2 separate regions of the Sus scrofa genome follow, and region 2 is linked to region 1. A link is a contact called in public Hi-C data. All regions are on one chromosome and are shown on one strand. Each heading gives the region's core, a stretch centred on a gene start, on an enhancer-like site or on the middle of the called end of the contact. The rest is flanking DNA. Distances are from core to core; before and after follow the strand shown.

Region 1 (3,778 bases), core at 400-2,899:
CGCTGGAGTAATAGTTTTTGATGAGTACTCTGTGGTCATGATATTACTCAACATGTATATATATTCTGAGAGGCAGAACTAAGCTGCAGTTTAGTAGAAGGCATTGGGCAAAAGAGAATGGATGGTCTTAGCATTTAAGCAGGACTTAATCCACCAGAACTAATTATATCATAATAGCTTCTGCAATTAGATAATCACAGAAAACTTAAATGAAAAAAAAATTTACTCAAGGTGATAAAGAATTTAGAAATTAAATTAAGGAACTGAAAAGACAGCTGATGATCAGACCAAGTGTGTAACAGTTCCAATTCTCATTCCAATAACTTTGAATTGAAGCCAAATAATCTATTAAGTAGCCAGGACATTGGCTTAGCATTACATAATACATGTGGGAATTTATCAGGTCAGTTGTCAGACACCAACTAAAATAAACAGGAGAATTCTGAGCAGTGTGTAAGTAATTTCATTCTTTGACATAGAATAATTCCTTCTTGTTAACTTCCACATTTACATTTCACAGCAATTTGCTTTATGTTCAAATATTTTCAGATATTATTTAAAACAAAGTAAAATATGTGCTTTTAATACTCTGGGTTCTCTAGGTTTATTTTATATTATTGATGATCACTTCTTTCATTTTAATTCATGACCTAAAGATACCCAGAATATACCGAGTTTCTATAATTCGTATTTTATTCCCCAAAGAGGTATGATATGTCTTGTTAAAATACTTAAATTTAGAGGAATGATGGCTTATAAAAATTATAGTTATATATGGAATAATATTCTAACTTTTGCACCATTTCTTTCCTTTCTATGAATGATTGCCTTTTTTGATTCTTGTATTCAAGCTATAGCTTAAGGGCTTTCAAAAGGAAAAGGAGATCTCACTGCTGATAGCTGCTTGTTATGTAAGATTAAATATCCCACATTATTTTTACAGTGCTCTCATAGCAGTGACTTTTTAAAAATAAGATTAAAGGATTTAGATTTAAATTAGTTGACATTTACATATATCAAATACCACTTTCATAATAGTCCATCCTATTTGCATAACGAGGGACGTTATCACCTCTGCTGTCAAAACACGAGATTGTTTTCCCTTCAGAAATGAATTAGCTGCCCTACTTAGCATACACAGGTACATAAAGGTTCATTAACTCTCTGATTTAGGTAATTTTTCATAACAGAAGGGTGAAAATAGTCACCTAATTTCATTAAAAAAATATTAAGAAACTCTTTGCAAAAGATGCATTTCAAGTGTAGGGCTTTAAAGCACAGTTTTTGTCATTTAAATGACTTGTTAAATTACTTATGAGCTTATTTTAGTTATAAAAACAAACCATTCCTACTTGATATGCTCCTGCATGTGATATACCATGTACTTTTATAGTTGCTTATTTTCATTCATTTGATTGGTTTACTGCCATAGAGTTTTATTTTTTTAAAATAAGAATATGATCTTTCTTACGAAACTGGCTTGCTATTAAAATGGTGTTTAATTTTTATTTTTTGTTCAGCAGGAACGAATGCAGGAATTTGGGAACTGAGCAGTGCAAGTGCTGAAGAAGGAAATTTGTTTGGAGGAAACAGGAAAGAGAAAGAAAAGGAAGGAAAAAATACATAATTTCAGGGACGAGAGAGAGAAGAAAAACGGGGACTATGGGGAGAAAAAAGATTCAGATTACGAGGATTATGGATGAACGTAACAGACAGGTGAGTGGGTAAACTTTTTGGGGGGTTATTATTTACATGGACTGTTTCTTACATTTCCCCTCGGATATATTAAGGGTACTGAAAACATTCTGAGCTTATAAACATCCACTGAGAGCAGTTTTAGTGAATTAAAAGTGGTCAGTTCAAGTGCTAATAGTTTCTTATATGTAAAGGAAAAAAAATCACCCTATCTATAAGAATATGTGTATTTTACACATTCGTGATTATTCACTTTTTCCTTCAACATGAATTTTAAATGTGAGTTGCATTTGTGTAACATAAATACCTTAGTAATTAAGAGTTAATAAGCATAACATTGCTATTGCTATGCACGCATCATCAAACAAAGATATTATTATATTCCTGGGAACAAGGCCTTTGTGGTCATCTACTTAAAGGTTTGTAATATAGGCTAAATATCCTTATAAAAATGACTTTCAAGAGTTCCCTTGTGACACAGCAGGCTCAAGGATCCAGCATTGTCATTACTGAGGCTTGGGTCACTGCTACGGCCTGGGTTTGATCCCTGGCCTAGAAATTAGTTAATTCATACCATTTTCTTTAAACCCTGAATTTTATAAATCTAGAGGCACATGATGTAATTTTTTTTCTAGAACTCCAGTGATACTTGTATGATACAGTTAATCTATTCTAAAGACTTCATGTATCCGAGTGCTCTACTCAACAAAGACTTAATACATTATGAATGTCTGTGATTTGACTATTTTTCTTCACACTTGGGGAGAATGGATTTGGTTAGGTGATGTAAGTCTAGTTGGGTGGTTTGTATGCATCCAAATGTTAAATATCAAATAACAGTTCCTGAGAGAGATACTACAGTACTGCCAGATCCCAACCATTGTACATGAATAATGGAACCTATAGAACAGGCATTCCTTGACCATGGAAGAGGAGAGTGTTTTGTCTCTTGTCCACTTACTAGGGAAAGCTAAGAGGACAGCCTTGGAGATGCCCCACCATCCATGATTTCTTCCAAAGACACTCTTTTTATCCTACTGTGCCTATCTTCTGGGATCTGCAAGTGAGACTAGAGCTGATTCATGCTTTAAAAGTTTTTATTGCTATATGTCAATTATGATAAATAGAAGTTGTTATTTATGCCATCAAAGCCAGTATGCCATTAAGAGGTAAACTTTTTTAGGTTTATGCTCCTTTAAAACACTATATTTAAGGTACATATGATTTAAACTACTTTGGGCTGAAAATTGAGCTTAGAGGATGCATAATGCTTAGATTTATGATGAATTCCTGCAGTGTTTTCCTATACATTGCTTACTGCTATAGGTCAAGCCAAAAAGCAATAATTCTGTCAATATAAAGCCACAGTATTTTTAAATTGATTTATAGTTTGAAACTGAAATTAGGACTGAAATATTGAACATCATATACCACTATCTAGACCCTGTTGTTTGGACTAGCATCTATTTGAGGTGCAGTCAAAAATAATATGAATTAGCATCATCACTTCATTAATAATGCCAGGTAATATTTAGGTTCATGAAATTTATTGTATCTTCCTTTTGCTTACAAAGACAAAAGTTTTTGCAGGTTAAATTCCCTTTCATTTCGCTTTGTAAAAGAGTATAAAATGCACATGGGCATACAAGGATTTTAACATCATACATTTGAGCTAATAATGGAACATTTTTTCTTGATTTCAGTGTAGTTGCATCTCCAATTGCTGTTACTCTCACCCATGTTAGAAGTCAAAAATAACTTTAGGATCGGGACTGTGTAGTCTTTCCTTCAGTCTTTAGGGTCAGTTGGCCCTTTAATTCAGTACTCTTAAATGGCATTAGTAAAATTCAAAACTTCCGCATTGTAATATGTATTTCAGTGGTTATTTTAAATGGCTATTAACAATCTTAAACTGCCATCTTACTGGTAAATATTTATCGTGCATGCCTCTCATCTACTGCAAGAGTGATCACAAGAGCCATTTGGGAGAGAGCCGAAAAGATGTAGGTCACCTCTAATAATCAACACCAGCAGATCTGCAGCCACATATCATAGGAAGTGAGGAGACACTCCTAACCTAGGT
Region 2 (3,778 bases), core at 827-3,326, 56 kb before region 1:
TTATCTCCTTCCCAGAATATGGCTATTCATTCTTAAAGGAAATCGTATGTCTGAAACATGTCTATTTTAGGTCCAGTAGTTTTCATTTTGGGGGGAAAAGCTCTTTTTCTTCACATTTTAGGAAAGTGTGTCTTTGGTGTAAAATACCTTTATATGTAAATGCTGATGGTATAATAAGTAGAGTCAGGCTCTCTGCCAATTCTTTAACCCATCCCCAGAGGAGAATTGCTTTGACACAAAGTGCATTTTACTATTGTGAATCTGATACTAACTCTAATAGTAACTGTCTTGTGAAATGGTTGGTGACTGCATGTATTTTCTAAGTGCTATAAAAGGAACTCTGGCTACCTCATTATACCAGTCAAAAAAAGTGACCAGCCTCTTTTTAACTGGCACCTTGCGATAGAATTGTGGTTGCAGAGTAAAGATGTTTATGTAGAATGTAATAACTCCAATCCCTAGAGACTTGGTAGGACATGGAAATGTGACCACCTGTGAGCCCCTCTGTATTGCGTACTAATTTTAGCTTTAAAGAGATTAACCATCTCCAATTTGAAATAAAAACATCTTATTTAATTTTTAAAATAATGTCAATTTGGGCCAGTCTTTGAAAACATTCAGTATATACCAGTATGGCACAAGCATTTCAGTTAAGTATAATGCAGTTAATAAACCATATTATTGTCCTCCAGAGTATACATGAAATTATTAAGTTAAAAGAGGTAGTTCTAAAGCAAGTAGATGCAGAACTTGACAGGTAAAAGGAGATGTACTTATCTAATGTCTGATCTCAAGAGGAAAAAAAATCTCTAAAATCAAGTATCTCATTCTATTTGTGCAAAAGTATACTTGACTATATATTAGACTTCTAAATGAATTCTAAAAGTTTTCATTAAAACACACTTTAAAGGCAGTGTTTAAGATGTGATCCCCTAATCAAGTTAAGGAGACAATAGTTGACAGTTATCTTTACTTCAGGTTTTGCTAAACTTTATAAAAATCTGTTTTTTACTGTTGTAATTCACACAGCTTTGAGTATTTGTAGCATATTTTCCAGACTTCTTACTAAAAACAGTATTTTTACCTCATTCATTAATTATGCTATTTACATTATGATTGCTATGTATATATGTGGAATATAGTGAAAGGCAGTATTAAAGATGTAACTTTTATTCAATATTAATTTATTTCTTTGGTTTAAATAACAAAGCATTTTAAAATAAAAAATCAATTTTCCGGCTTTTCTCAGCTGTTCATACTTTAAACCTATGCAATCATATATATTAACTTTTCAGAACAGAAACATATTAACATTAAATACATGCAATTTAAGTAACAAGGACTTTATTGTACCTTCCCTCTTTTCTATTTTGTAAACACATTCAGTTTTCAAAATTTGAGGGAATAGTTCACTCCATTAGGGAAAAGGGCTATCTAATGATTCAAAATTGGATCCTGAAAAAGCAACATGTCTTTATATTTTTCAGATGTCTGTCAGTTTCTTCCTTGGCCCTTCTCTTTACTGAATCAGTAAATTGTATAGCATAACAACCATATCTTTCCGATAAGTGATTTATTGTATTTAAACTTATTTTACTTAAAAAAATGAGCTTAAAAAACTCATTGGCATATATTAACGCTGTATTTCAAAACTTTCTTCTGTTTATTGTAGTATATTTTGTGGTTTTATTTCCCAACTCTGCATGCGGTATATTTTGTGTCTATGAAATCTCAGAAAGTGACAAAAATGGGGAAATATCTGTGCGGCGACACTTGTGCTTCATAACAACAAAAAAAATAGTTATTAAACAGAGAACCCTGGCTTCAGGGGCATGATTCAAAGTAAGATGGAAGAATTTCATATGCAATTAAGGGCCACAGAGTGGACTGTAAAGAGACTATTAATAAAGTTCTACTTTTTTTTTTTTACCCAAAGCACATCCTCTGAGAAAACACACAAATTAATACCTAAAACTTACAAAAATGCACATATTCATTTCATGAATACAGTGATTGCCTGGACACAATGAAGATTTAATCACCGGTGCGCAGTCTGTGTGCTGAATGTGGAAGGGTAGGTGATTAAGATCCCCGTCCTCAGCACCGTACCTTAATCTCACGGGCGCGTGGACTGCCCTGCACTCAGTAAAGCCTGACTATTCACCGAGATCTGTCATCTTTAGGAAATCAAACCAGATTACACAGGCGATTCACAAAACCAGGAGCTACAACAGAGTCTGTGCACCTTACAAAAGGCGGATTACGCAGTTCACATGTTATTTTGATAGGTCAGAGATAAAAGCTGATTGTTGGGGAATGGCAAGACACTCCAATTTCAAATGATTGCTAGATAAGTATACCACGACCCTGTTGCTTCTTCCTTATGAAGAGCCATTCAAACAGTAGAAAACTCAGTTTTCAGATGATAGGCTTTCAATAGTGAAATAAGAGAAAACATGTCCTCTTTTATATACGTAGCTTACATTTTAAGTTCCATCACTTCTTTCTGAACAGATACCAAGTTCTGGATGTTTATGTGAAGCAGTTATTATTATAAGGCTTAATTTGCAGTAGACATTTTCAAAGGCATTGTAGAGAGCATAAAACAGAATTTGCCAGAAATAAAACATACACTCATGGTATTGAGTAACAGAGCAGAAAATGCATGGTAGTTAATAGCCATTATGTTCTTCTGTTACCAAATATATTTTTCATAAAAATGTGGAATTACATAGCTAATGAATCTGTATATTTGAAATATATTTTGATAGGTGTTTATTGGTCAAATTATATGTATTTTGTGAATGTTTTATAAGGGTCATTTTTGGCCACAAAATGTGATGTTTTCAGAGTTTATTTCAGAGAAAAAGTTTAGTTGACATAATAACATTTTGAAAACCCCTACTTCTTACACATCCAACTCTACAGTAATTTCTTGCTTCTTTAAAAATTGGAGCCTTTTTTTACCCAACTGATGCCTCCTAGTGTTTCACACAATAAAACACTAATGAGTCACTCATAAATGTAAACATTGCATTTTCATTGCCTACATCTTCTGTGATACATAAAATTAATATTTATGTGTTTAATTTTCTGTGCATTATTACAGTGAGATAGGAGATTCCAATGAATGAGATGTTTCATCTGAGTGGGTTTGTGGCATACACTTGCAGGTTTTCTTTGACCATAACACTGTCTTACTAAGTTCTAATAAGTTTATTACCTTCAGCTCCAGCTTATATGCTCACTGTTTATGTTCACTCTAATTCCGAGTGAAAAACATAGACTAGGTATCAGAGCTTCCATTTTGTAGGCCTGGAAATTATACAGCTGAGTTCATCCACAAATGCCTGATGAACAAATTGCAAGGGGACTAAACCATTTCGTTTTAGATGATGAAATATCTTAAAAGATACAAAATTTTGCCTACTCTGTGTCTTTATATTTGCAAATTTCCGTGTAAAGGTAGAGTAAAAAAGAGAGTTTAAGAAAATAACAGGTAAGGATAAATGCATAGATTCCCACAAAATTGGAATCTATCGCCTTGTTAAAAATAGCAATGAAAAAAAAACTTGCTTTGGGAGCATAGTATTCAATATAGTAGAAGGAAAACTTAGAAGACAGCTTCTCCTGACCAGAAAATTGTCTAATGAGGTAGAAGTTAGTGGTTACCAACTTTGGTGTGAGTTTTCTGTCATTAAGATGGTGAGCGTAGGCTTTCCATATTCTTGTACTTCTGTGATTTCAGACAACTTTCTGATTCTATTTACAAAAGATG

The links. A called contact is a pair of places that touch in the nucleus more often than the background predicts.
Region 2: a Hi-C map of retroperitoneal adipose tissue shows a contact between it and region 1, with 2.3 times the contacts expected there. The contact joins the enhancer-like site here to the promoter of MEF2C in region 1. A contact is called at or near these places in 10 of 47 Hi-C or Micro-C datasets (alveolar macrophages, embryonic fibroblasts, epiblast stem cells and 6 more) and 1 of 2 datasets of contacts at active chromatin or transcription factors (skeletal muscle).

What each region holds. Positions count from the first base shown.
Region 1 is chr2:96,214,934-96,218,711 of Sscrofa11.1, reverse strand. MEF2C (myocyte enhancer factor 2C) reads left to right here and starts at 1,649. Exons shown (of 9, transcript NM_001044540.1): 1 at 1,649-1,716. The coding sequence starts at 1,663.
Region 2 is chr2:96,271,274-96,275,051 of Sscrofa11.1, reverse strand. It overlaps a transcript of MEF2C not described here. Among named protein-coding and RNA genes, the nearest start is that of MEF2C, 56 kb to the right of the region's middle. Within about 2 kb of position 2,076, at least 14 of the 83 cell types and tissues checked have an H3K27ac peak or open chromatin away from gene starts, as enhancers often do. A contact at or near this core is called in retroperitoneal adipose tissue, where this site is marked.